Regions from separate parts of the Xenopus laevis genome. Here region 1 is linked to region 2. A link is a contact called in public Hi-C data. All regions are on one chromosome and are shown on one strand. Each heading gives the region's core, a stretch centred on a gene start, on an enhancer-like site or on the middle of the called end of the contact. The rest is flanking DNA. Distances are from core to core; before and after follow the strand shown. Region 1 holds the start of ski.S (SKI proto-oncogene S homeolog). Region 2 overlaps ski.S (SKI proto-oncogene S homeolog).

Region 1 (5,933 bases), core at 620-3,119, 40 kb before region 2:
ACACTGTGTGGTACTGAGAAAAGGCAAACTGGCACACAAGATGTGAATGCAGGTGAAAACCTTGCAAAATGTTTATTACCGGAAGTGCAACGTTTCGGGTCAAGCAATGCTTGACAAAGGGGCTTGCCCCGAAACGTTGCACTTCCGGTAATAAAAATTTTGCAAGGTTTTCACCTGCATTCACATCTTGTGTGCCAGTGTGCCTTTTCTCAGTATCTGATTTGAGGTTGCCGGTTACCTCTATCACTGAGCACCAAGTGAATTTGGATTTATCTGCACAGACAGGTGTGCGTGAGCAATCACCAATTTGACACTGTGTGGCCCTGCATTTGCCACCTATACAATTAAGCTGGCCATAGACGCAAAGATCTGATCGTACAAATCGAGGATTCGTACGATTTTCGGACCGTGTGTGGAGAGTCCCGACATTTTTCGTCCGGCGGAGATTGGTCGTTTGGTCGATCGGACAGGTTAGAAAAGTTCTGTCGGCTGCCGATAATATCTCTGCATGTATTGCCGATTGTACGATTTTCAGTGGGAGACTGTCACTAGCTTTGTCAGACATAAATTTTAAAATGGTAAGACTTTGATCTGAATGGTTAGTGTCAGGTCGGGAGATGGGAAAGTCCGATCGTACGTTGATTCGTACGATTGGATCTTTGCGTCTGTGGCCAGTTTTATCCAGGTATGGAATCTGTTGTCTGGGAACCCATTATCCAGACAGCTCTATATTATGGGAAAGCTGTCTCCAGGGATGGCGCTCCGAGCATTTTGTTTTCTAAATTCGCCCGAAGTTGCCTCGTAAGGAAACTTTGGACGACTTTGAAAAATGAAGTGCTCTGAGTGCCATCCCGCCAGTGATTTCGATTCTAGCCACTGGAGGCAGGCAGATCGGGAAGATTAGTCACCCAGTTGGAATCGTTCGATTTGAAGTCCTAGTCGAAGAAGCCAATTCGATGGTCGAAGTAGTTAAAAAAAAAAACTTCGAAATTCGAAGTATTTTTTATTCTATTCCTTCACTCGAGCTAAGTAAATGTGCCCCTAAGTATTAATTTCTTCTTCTCCTCACTCAAACTCTATTCTCCTAGTCTCTTTTCTTTACATACTATAAACTATTATTCCATCTATTTCGCCTCTTCATTTTCATAGAAATAGGGAATGGCCATGAAATATGTGAAATATTTAGAAGCAGGAGGGTCCGCTGACACCTGGGCGCACCGCGAGTTTTCCTGGTATCCCTGTGGGCCAGTCCGACACTGATTCTGGATAACAGATCCCATACCTTTAATTGAACTAGGCTTCTGGAAACAAGAAAAATTGCTTTATAAATTTGTATCTTGAAACAAAATATATTTTTTGCCTGAAATTGTAAATGACACAGCTAAATAAGCACTGTACATGCATATAATAGGGAAAAGACAGCATTTTGTGGCATATGTGAGAAATATCTTTTTACCTTTTGCTTAGCGAGACTCCCATGTGCCGTCAGTCTGTGTTTACTGGAAGGAGAAAACAAAAACACCCTTCCGCTTTTTAAAGCCGGCGGTTTCACGCACGAGAACCACAAGTTTTATTTTGCCTTCGACAGACAAGTTTTTTTTTCCGCTTTGCAGTAGAAAAAAAAAAAAGAAGAGGCAGCGGCATGAGGAGGAGGTAGAGGGAGGGGGTGGAGGTTGTTCCTGGAAGAGCCACAGCCTGGGGAGTTGGTCACATTCTTGGCTGGGATTCAATGACTGAGGCAGACACCAACAAACAGAGAGAAAGGGGGCGGAGAAGGGAGAGGAAAGAGGGAGGGAGTGCAGAGCGCAGACACAGTGCAGAGCCATTCAAGCAGTGAGCAGCACCGGGAAGGAGGCATCAGTGTGTGTCTGGGAGCCCCGCTCTCCCCATAACCTCCAGCAGCGCAACATGACGGGCAACTCGTGAGGCCGAGCCGTAACTTCCCACAAACGCCCCCACCTCCCCCGCTTTGTACTGAGGGAAAGTTCAGGCGCATTTGTGCCTCCTCAGCGGAAAGTGCCATTAGTGGGACTGAGTGAGTGCGACGCTATGGGCACGAGGAGCCGCCGCCGCGCATCTCTGGCCTGAGCCCTGACACTTCTCTGGCCTGAGCCCTGACACTTCTCTGGCCTGAGCCCTGACACTTCGGGAAGGGGAGCGGGAGGTCCCGGCTGGATGCGGCGCTGTGAGTGTCGAGGAGGAGGCCGGGAGAGAGTGGGCAGTCACACGGGTGTATGGAGTGACAGCGTTTACTGTGTAAAGCCTAAAGACATCGTCGAGTGATTGAGCTGCGCGGAGCGTGTCCCTGTGTGAGTGAGTCAGTGAGTGAGTTAGTGCTGCTGTTGCCGCCGCCGGGAGCTATGGAGACCGTGAGCCGCAGCAGTTTCCAGCCCCACGCCGGGCTCCAGAAGACCCTGGAACAGTTTCACCTGAGCTCTATGAGTTCTCTGGGCGGTCCGGCCGCCTTCTCCGCCCGCTGGACTCAGGACTTGTACAAGAAGGAGTGCGGCAAGGAGCCCCCGGAGCCCATACTCCACCTGCCCAGCCAGCCGCCTCCGGTCATCCCCGGGGGTCCCCTATTTATGCCGTCGGACCGTTCCACTGAGAGGTGTGAGACTATTCTGGAGGGGGAGACCATCTCTTGCTTTGTGGTGGGGGGCGAGAAGCGACTGTGTCTCCCTCAGATCCTCAACTCGGTGCTGCGGGATTTCAGCCTTCAGCAGATCAACGCCGTGTGCGACGAGTTGCACGTGTATTGCTCCCGCTGCACGGCCGACCAGCTGGAGATCCTGAAGGTGATGGGGATCCTGCCCTTCTCCGCGCCCTCCTGTGGCCTCATCACCAAGACGGACGCCGAGCGCCTGTGCAACGCCCTGATGTACGGGGGGAGCTACCCGCCCCGCTGCGCCAAGAAGAGCGACTTCCCGCCGGGACCTTTAGAGCTGGAGCTGACCGAGGGCAGTTTCAAGGTGTATCACGAGTGCTTCGGAAAGTGTCGGGGCCTGTTCGTGCCCGAGCTGTACGGACACCCCAGCGCCCCCTGTATCCAGTGCTTGGACTGTCGCCTCATGTACCCGCCGCACAAGTTCGTGGTGCACTCGCATAAGGCGCTGGAGAACCGGACTTGCCACTGGGGCTTCGACTCGGCCAACTGGAGGGCCTACATCTTACTGGCCCGGGATGGGGTCGGGGGAGACGATGAGCTGGCCAGGCTGGGTCGGCTGCTGGAGGAGATCAAGGAGAAGTTCGACTACAGCAACAAGTACAAGAGGAAAGCAGCCAGGGTGAGTGCAAGAGACCTGTCCTACTTACTTGTCCTCTTTATTACAGAGACATTCAGCTTTTACAGCAGCAATTACTCCCATACAAAATTCCCTATTCGAAAAACTTCAATTGCTTTGCCTCAGGAGCTCTAGAGTTAATACAACCTTACCTTTACCTTGCTGAGGCTCATGGGAGTTGCAGGGACAACTTTTCTTTGCTTTCAATAAGGAGATGTCTTGAATTTGTGGCCTGCGGCCTTTCAGCTGTTGGTGGGGTGCAACTACTTTTTCTATTACATGTACTGAACTATTGCCATATCTGATTTATTACTGTGCCCTTGCTTTAACTTTCTACCCTCCTAAGCAACAGTATTTTGTACAGGAAGTATTGTAGATGTCAAGTGCTGCTGTATAGTAGACAAGAAGCAAAGCACACTGCCTGGATAAAAAAAAAAAAAAATATATATATATATTTATTCATGTTCCTGGCATTTGCCAGCTGAATTGTTGATTGCCAATACTGTATGTCCCTGTTTATCAGCTGTTGGTGAGATGAAGACAAAACCTACATACAGAGTAGAACAGGGATCACACATACTACAGCTAGTATCTGTTCCTTTAATTGAGACAAGGACCTCTATGGCCAAGCATGGGAAGGCAATAAGAAGGCAGGGAAGAGAACATCGCCCTGTAAGTGGCATTTAAAGTGACCTGGTGGTAACCCTGCTTCAAGTTCACCGCTGACGACACTTAGTGCTCTTTATAGCTGCGTCTCTTGGTTACAGCAGTCTATGGAGATAAGTCGCACATTTGCAGCTCTGCCCATTTTGTATGTGTGTACTAAACAGGTGCAGGCGATTTACGTCCCCCCCCCCCATCTCTGTGCCTGTCTGTGTAGCTTTAAAGGTGTCAACTTCGACTTCAAGTGCAGACGAGTCGTTTTATGGGCAGCCATCCTCTTACCTTGATCTTTGTACTCTTTGGGTTCTCTTGGAGATGTCGGCTTGTATTTTATTTTTAGAACAAATGCTTCCTTCCCTCTAGGCTGTAGCCTAGGTGCTTGGATAAAAAAAAAAATCATACTATATTTGGGTTTATTGCAATTAATCTTTACGTGTTGGATAATTAATTCCTTCCAGGAATGTCGGTGTGTATATATTATGTGTTGCCCTGTGTTCTGCAGACTCGGCACCAGGCTGGTGGTGATGTGCCTGTGTGTGTAGGTGGTGTGTACATAACTGTATCATTCACATGCAATGCATGCCACCCAGACTGGCCGTCCAGACTGTAGCGGTTTATTTTAGGCGTCTGAACTGAGCCATCTGTGGATGCCAGTGTGTAAAGCAAGTTGGTATCTGGCATCGATCCTTCTCTGTGGGTAGACAAAACAGAAAAGGTGACGAGTTATTTCACTTTGTTAAAACACAATCCTATTCATTTCCGTTACATTTTCTGTTGATGTTTGTAGGAAGCCAAATCAGATCACTGGTTTCCACAATGGAAAAACAACCATTTTAATTTATTTAAAAAAAAAAAAAACAGTGGTAAGGTGGTAAGTGAAAGCTTTTAGATGCCCCTCACAGCAACTGCTTCATAACAGACTTTACATGTATTTCTATCTCATTCCATCAGAGCAAAAAAAAAACAAAACACTTTTTTTGTCTTGAAATGAAACATTGTTGTTTTTTTCTGCTAGTGCCTGACAGTAAAATGGTGAAAAGTCAGGAGCAATAATGCATTTCCCCCTCTATTGTTTAACTTTTTTTTTTTAACCAATTTGATTTCTGACTATTCAGTGGATTAATAATAAAACGTGTTACTTGATTCCCCCCCCAGCTGATTATTCCTGGTGCATAATAAAGTTGCATTTACTGATCTCTTCTTGGGAGGCCAATTAAACCACATTATTGCTTAAACCTTTTTTTCCCTCTCTTATTATCACTGAATAGACTCCTTCTCTGTTTCCCCAGGAGTTCCTTACAACTGTGTGTCAGAGCTATTGTGGCAATGTTAACTGTAATGAGGCACATTATCTGTGTTAGTTGGAGGTGGATGCGTTTTTAATGGCTTGTCTATCCCCATCTAATCAAGGATCGAGGTGGAAGCTTTGAATAGTTGTGTCTGGCAAGAATAGAGTATGTGACTGGCTTGGGAGACCATAGTTAAAGGCCAAGTCAACCCCAAAATAAAAATTCTTCTAAGAAAAGGAAACATTATTCTAAGCAACGTTGCAATATACATTCATTACAAATGTTCTATGGTTTTTAAGTTTATTTGTATATGCATTGCTACTGAATGAAGTGTTTGTTTCTATTCTCTGCACTGATATCTAAGACTGTTGATACAATGTAAGGCAATAACAGACCTGTCTTTGCTGGGGAACCAAGACTTTTGCAGAATTGTTTAAATAGTAACAACCAGGAGTTAAGCCAATGCTGCTTTCAGTAGCAATTGCTTTTACCAATAACTTTAAAAGCACAGACACTTTTTAATTAATGTATTTTGGAAAGTTGCTTAGAATTATGTTTTTTTTTTCTTTTATTAGGCAAATTTTTATTTTGGGGTTGACTTGCCCTACTCTATTTCGGATATTGCAAGCTTCTTTCTGTCTATTGGTTTAATGCACACTTCCCATTCTTAAAGTGTGACTTTAGCTCTCTTATATTGTGG
Region 2 (6,672 bases), core at 3,083-5,582:
CTAATGTCAAGATATTTTGTCAGATAACAGCTAGTTAAAACCTTGTTTCCTTGCCTCTGTCTCATCCCTGTGTACTTTTGTTCAGAGTGTATATACTCAAAAAGCCTGTACTTTTCAGCTCTTTGATTTATCAGTAAAAGCCATAATTACAGTCATAAAACTGTCTCGTGGTCCCTGGACAGTGAAAAAGTCAAAGAGCAGAGAGGGGGCAAAGGGCAAAGGTCATTTCATAGTGTGTGACCAGGATCAGCGCAGACAGAAAAAACACTAGACTGAACCTTGAAAGTTGTGGATTCTTTTCCCTGATTGTACTAAAATATTGCACTTTACTGGCTCATTTGAATAATGTCCAGCAAATCTAATTAGCTTTAAAGGGATCCTGTCATCGGAAAACATGTTGTTTTCAAAACGCATCAGTTAATAGTGCTACTCCAGCAGAATTATGCACTGAAATCCATTTCTCAAAAGAGCAAACAGATTTTTTAATATTCAATTTTGAAATCTGACATGGGACTAGACATTTTGTCAATTTCCCAGCTGCCCCTGGTCATGTGACAATATGTCTAGCCTCATGTCAGATTTCAAAATTGAATATAAAAAAATCTGTTTGCTCTTTTGAGAAATGGATTTCAGCGCAAAAATCTGCTGGAGCAGCACTATTAACTGATGCATTTTGAAAAAAAATAAATTTTCCCATGACAGTATCCCTTTAACCTTCTAACTGTCTGACTGAAGAATAGTGTTACATGAATAGGGATGCAGAGCAAGGACTATAGAAGTCAAAACAGAACTGATCAGACTGAAATTAAAAATGTTGTGTTTGCTTTCAAGGAACAACACCCTTGCTCTTCTAAAATGACCTTTTGGTGATCTATTATTAAAGACTGCAAATGCATTCTGTTCCCTCAACCGATATACTGTATATCCCTCCACTAACAGACGGACTACTTTAATTTTTGTATTGCTTAATCGTTTGTCCTTCTGCAAGTGTGTTGGGAAAAGCCACAGTGATTCATGGCCAGTGATCTTCCTAAAGCTGGCAATAGACGTTGGGATTTGAAAGGCAGAGACACATGCTCCGATATACGGAGAGATTTAGTCGCCTGGTGATAAATCTGCTCTTCGGAGTGACTAATCTCCCACCGAACTGCCTCCTGCCGGCTAGAATTTAAATCAACGGCACGGATCGCTTCTTTTTCCGGAGTCGCCTGAAGTTTCCCTGTGAGGTAACTTTGGGCGAGTTCAGAAAATGAAGCTCACCGATTGCCATCCCGCCAGCGATTTACATTATAGCCGACGGGAGGCAGTTCAGGGAGATTAGTCGCCTCTAAGAAGAGATTTGTCGATGGGTGACTAAATCTCCCTGAATCTTCCTGTGTCTCTGCCCTTAAAAGATCTTTGTTATGGTAAGACCAAGCTTATCTGGAAACGATTGGTTAAATGTATGATTTGCCCATCAACTTGAAAGATCTTTTCAAGCAATGTTGTCTAGTTGAGGCTAGGAAAACTGTGAGGGTAGCTGTCTGCTTGGCCCTGCAAACAATTGGACAATAGATAGATTTCACTGTGACCAATGAACATTTTCTAACCTGGCTGATCAATGTTCTGACCGATGTTGGACGGCAAATCATTGCACGATCGTTCGATTACCACTAACTTCACGATAATTTGACAGAATTGGTTGTTCGTGAGAGAAAAATCTCACCAGTTTAACAGAATTGATGCTGTTTGCTGGCTGTCTAGCATTTAATCTAATCAGAAAATGTTCCCACTTTATTTGTGTTAGAACCCATAACAAGTCTCTGTTTTTGGTTTCTGCTTGCATTCCCCCACCCCTCCCATATGCATCACAGAAGAACAGCATGCCTTTGCAATGCACTTTCTGTTATAATGGACAAGGGAGAAGTGGTAAAAGAAGTGTGGGCATGGTCATGCACTGCTTGTAAAGTTCAACGTGAAACCTCTGTATTAGAAAAGCAGAAGTAGGATGAGATGGAACTGCCCACCCACAGTTTTTATCTATATTTCCTGTGTTGCCCCTGACCGCGTCCCTGTGGGGTTAACATTAGAGTTGTGGAAAAAAAATAAAAGCGATACGGAGAAACTGAAAGTGTATTAGCTGGCCATGCTGTACTGCTGGTTAGCCATCTTTTTCATTTCTCTTCCTGTTAGATTGTGTATTGTGCTTTTTACCCCAGCCCCGACGTCCCTGCAGTGCCATTAACCAGGTCTTCAGAATATATGTATATTCCTGGGTGCATTATCTGCTTGGTGAGTGCTCTCCATCCAATTGAAAGATACTTGCCTAGTGTCTAAGAGGATCTGATTAATGTGCATTATAAATGACACACTACCTTCATCTCTGCATTATCTGACTCCAAGAACTAGCAGTGCTACTTTTTAATTCTCTTCCATCTGGCCAACTGGCTGTCAATTATGTTACATTTAACAGATCTGTGCTGCTGCTGTTCTAAGCAGTATTGCCTCCCATGTAAGGAGAAGCATGTTAAAGTAACAAATTTAGGCTATTGAGGGGGCAGATTTATCAAAATGTGCGAATAGAATTCACCAGACAAACTCACTCACTCATTCCTGTTGGGATTTTTAAAGGCCTATTTATCAAATGGTGAACGCCATTGATAAATACAATTCTAAAAATCCCATAATAATCAATAGAGTTCTATTCTCACATTTTGATAAATCTGCCTCATAATATCTGCTTGTAATCCTAGTTGTCCTGCCTGTGTATAAGGTTGGTGGTCAGGCTGCTAAAACTGGTGAATATTGGCTTGTAAAGATCTCCTGTACCAAATGTTGTGATGGACCCCCTTCTAGGTATTCTTATGGTTTAAGAAATGCAAATTTAGCGGTGATGCTTAGGGAGGATATACTTTTTTTCACCCTATGATTTGTGTACATGTTTAATGTTGTTTCATAATTTGTTGTACTCAAAATAAGACCATAAAACCAGTAAATAGCAACTTTTTTAAAGCAGCCCTTGTGTTTTTTCTCCTTGTGGAAGATCTTTCAGTCGGTGCTTTGTAACATGTCTGCATTGTGTAAAGTCAGATTCTAAGAACCAAGACCTGCAGAAATCTGACCTGTTCTTTTCTAGTGTATTTGTGACTGTATGCCATTCCACGATCTTTGTAGTACATCTTTTTACCACATTTCAGATAAAAGCACATCCATATGATGTATGTTTTGGCTATGTCTGCAGTTACTGAGGATCCTTGTTCCCTGCAGAACTGGGTGTCTTGGAAAAGGAGAACTAAAGCTTAACTAAAGAAGTAGGCTAGAAATGTTGTACATTGAGGTTTAGGCTTCTTTACCAGCCCAAGTCAACCACAGTCCTTTAGCAGGGAGAATCTGTGTCTCCAAAGATGCCCCAGTAGCTCCCCATCTTCTTTTCTGCTGATTCACTGCACATGCTGCTGTCACTTAATAAACTTAGGTACCCACTCTCGATATACAGTACCCATAAGACATAAATGTCACAATTTAAGGCTGATTAGTAATTAATACAGATAATTACTACATGACAGAACAGAAACCAGTGCAATTAGGATCAAAATGTAATAATCAGCCTTGTAGCATCCGCTTATATTACAGGCCAACCTCATTTTCTGCTGGATAATTTGCGACGACCCCTAAGCTTAGCTTCTCAACAGCTGCTCAGAGCTCACTGAGTGTCCCAGACACTTTCCAAGATGGTGTGACAAGTTTGAAGTCCTGGATCATTGCTGCTATTGAGAAGCTTTAGGCTGGTGCAATAAATGCAATATATAAAATAGGGTATTTTTAGCCATGTTCATTTTTAGGGTTTAGTTCTCCTTTAAGCCACGGCTGTAGTATTGCAGAGCTTGTAAAAAAAAAAAAAAAATCCTCCCATTTTACTTATCTCTTCGATCCTGCAGGATTTTTGGAAAAAGTGCAGATTGGTGGCATTGGTGTGCTAGAATCTCAGGTTATTTGTGAATGCATCCTTGAAACCTGCACTAGTCAACAGTTTCAGCTATCGTAACACAATGTAAGAGTAAAAGGAAATGGAGTGAAAAAAAAAAATACATCCAAAGTAGGATGGATATTAAGGCCCCCATATACTGCAAAATTTGCACTTGTTTTAATGGTCTTTCAAGCACGTTGGTCTGTGCTCAGGAAGAATGTGCCGTTTCAACTATTTTAGCTCTGCTCACATTGAAATTCCATTCTTCACCTTGCAGTAGCAGCGCTGTGCTACAGCTTTAAGAATTTGTGCATCATGAGTCGGCTCCAGGCGGCAGACCGTTCTGGCAGACTGTGGGGAGAGGAGAGGGAGGAGGCGTGTAGAGGTGGTGTAGAGGAGGGAGGGGGCACAGAGGACAGAACAGCCACAGTCTGGGCTTCCAGCCTCCTGGCTAGACTGCAGAAACTTATAATTGAGTTCCTGAGCTGTCCCTCCCCTCCCTGCAGCTCAGCTGAAAAACACCCTGGCTCACAGCCATGCCCTTTCGCAGTGACCTTGCCTGCAAATAGCAAGCAGGAATTTTTACAGACACTTTGCACTTGGGCTAGAAGAGGACTTTGGGAAGATGGCAGAAATCGCAGCAGGGGTAGAAGTGTCTTTTTTTTTTTTTTTTTTTTTAAACTTTGTTTTTTTTTGCCTTTTTAATCCTCAGAAAGTTTGCATTCTTAACTAGTACCAGATGTACATTCCTTTCGTTTATTGCACATTTTGAGTGCTACACATATCCAAAATAAAACTGCTTGTCCTTCAGACTCCCTGTCATTCATGCCCCTAAATTGCTATTTTGCTTCCCTTCCCATGATGCTCAGGGGGTCCGTGTTGAAAAATATGGAATAGATGATAAAGGCCATAAGTTTAGTGACTGTCTCATATAATATTCATGTGGCAGAGTGGATGTAGACCATTATGGAACTACCAATATGTGTCGATAACATCCTTCAATGGAATACTGGGTGCCAGAAACACAGTTGACATGAAGAAATGCATTCTTTTTTTTTTTTAAGTTTTCAAGTTTGGAACTTGATTTTCTGGTTTACGGATGTTTACTTTTTTTTTTTTTTTTTTTTTTTTTTTTCTTAAACAAGAAAAATGAATTTTTAGGGTTAGGCACATTACTACATCCCCACAAAAGTGACATATGCTTATTCAGATTTGGAAAAAGTGATGAAACTGGTAAAATCTCAAACCAAATCCACTTTTTATAGTTGTGATTTTCTTATATCTAAGGAAGCAATATACATTCAAGGAGTCTGTATATTGCCTTATTTTCTTCACGCAATGGAATTGTATCTTGAGTGAGAATATTCTGGAGCTGCGTGTAGCGGTCTCCTGCTCTGAAACATATGGTAGCCTGCCACCTGTTTTAAAAGCTGAGTGCAGCTATGCACACAGGGAAGTTTCAAATCTATTTCCCCTGATCCCTTCTAACTGCCACCTGCTCTGCTACTAAAACTGGCTAACCCTCAACGCTCCCCTGGTGGGGCACAAATAAGTACTGAGCTTTATGCAGCGAACGACACTATATAATGCACATTTTCTGCAATCTTAAAATGTGCAAAAAGTATTCTGTAAACAAGTTTGATAATAACCCTCAAAGTTTTGCTGCTCAGAGTCCTTTGTCAAAAGAAACACATTTCTTTACTTCTATTGTGTGGGCGTCTGTATCAGGCTTCCTGTTTTCATCTTAAACCTCCGGGGCTTGGGCTTGAGTATGCTCAGTTTGCTCCAATCCCTCCTCCCCTCACTGCTGTAATCTGAGCTCAGAGCAATGTGCGAGCACGGAGAGACTCGAGCAGGAAGTGATGTTGCACCAAGCTAATATGGCAGCTGCTATCCTAAACAGAGCTTCTAGAGTCGTTTACTCAAGTATAGAAAATCCTTCTAAAGAATAAAAATGATGTTCAAGCTTGCACTGTTATGGCTAATCTATTGGCAATAAACTGTCTTGGTAGCATTCCTTCTCCTTCTGACGAAGTGACCACTATAGTCACGAAACGCGTAGAGACATGCACTCCCCTGCCTTGTTTATCCATTTTTGATTTTTTCAAATATTTTTAAATGAGCTAATAAACGTGTATTTTATCTTTACCTTTACTGGTATATATCTATTCCACCAGTGAATGTGCCTTTAATCCAATTGTTTACTTCTCCTTTAAATAAAGATGTTTTCATTATACTAAAAGGAAATTAATTCTCTCTTTGCTGCAAAGAGTGGTTCTGATTATGCACTATTGTCTATTCAGTCAGAAAACAGTTATACATTTTCATCCATTTTAATTAGGGGTGCGCCAAAGCCATCATTTTTTATTTTGCCCGAAACCTTGAAATTTTTCTATTTGTTTCATTGTATTTTTCCCCCATCTATAGAATGTTCATTTTGCAGAGCCTTTCTCCGTTTCTTGGGGTATATCTTAGAGAAAGAGAGAGATGCTGATGTGGTTTTATGATTTTTATTATCATTAGGACTCATATGACTTATCCATGTAGACATACATGTAGTTCTCAGGTATTGCTTAATGAATGAGCTCAGTTAGTTTATTTTCAGAGAAAACTGAAATATATTCTTTTATGTTTGTTAAAAGGCCTTGCTATTAATCTTACATCTGATCAAATAAATGCTCTCTGCTCTGTGGATCCTGAGAGCAAAATCAGGGCCCAGAGTGAAT

Evidence for each region. Hi-C and Micro-C count contacts between places; a contact is called where the count stands out from the background.
Region 1: a Hi-C map of animal cap shows a contact between it and region 2, with 2.6 times the contacts expected there. The contact joins the promoter of ski.S here to the enhancer-like site in region 2. A contact is called at or near these places in 3 of 4 Hi-C or Micro-C datasets (the XL177 cell line, the XTC cell line and animal cap).

Annotation. Positions count from the first base shown.
Region 1 is chr7S:79,663,600-79,669,532 of Xenopus_laevis_v10.1, reverse strand. ski.S (SKI proto-oncogene S homeolog) reads left to right here and starts at 1,869. Exons shown (of 7, transcript NM_001087461.1): 1 at 1,869-3,284. The coding sequence starts at 2,361.
Region 2 is chr7S:79,624,846-79,631,517 of Xenopus_laevis_v10.1, reverse strand. The region is part of intron 1 of ski.S (SKI proto-oncogene S homeolog); the gene reads left to right. Among protein-coding and RNA genes, the nearest start is that of ski.S, 39 kb to the left of the region's middle. Within about 2 kb of position 4,332, at least 3 of the 7 cell types and tissues checked have an H3K27ac peak or open chromatin away from gene starts, as enhancers often do. A contact at or near this core is called in animal cap, where this site is marked.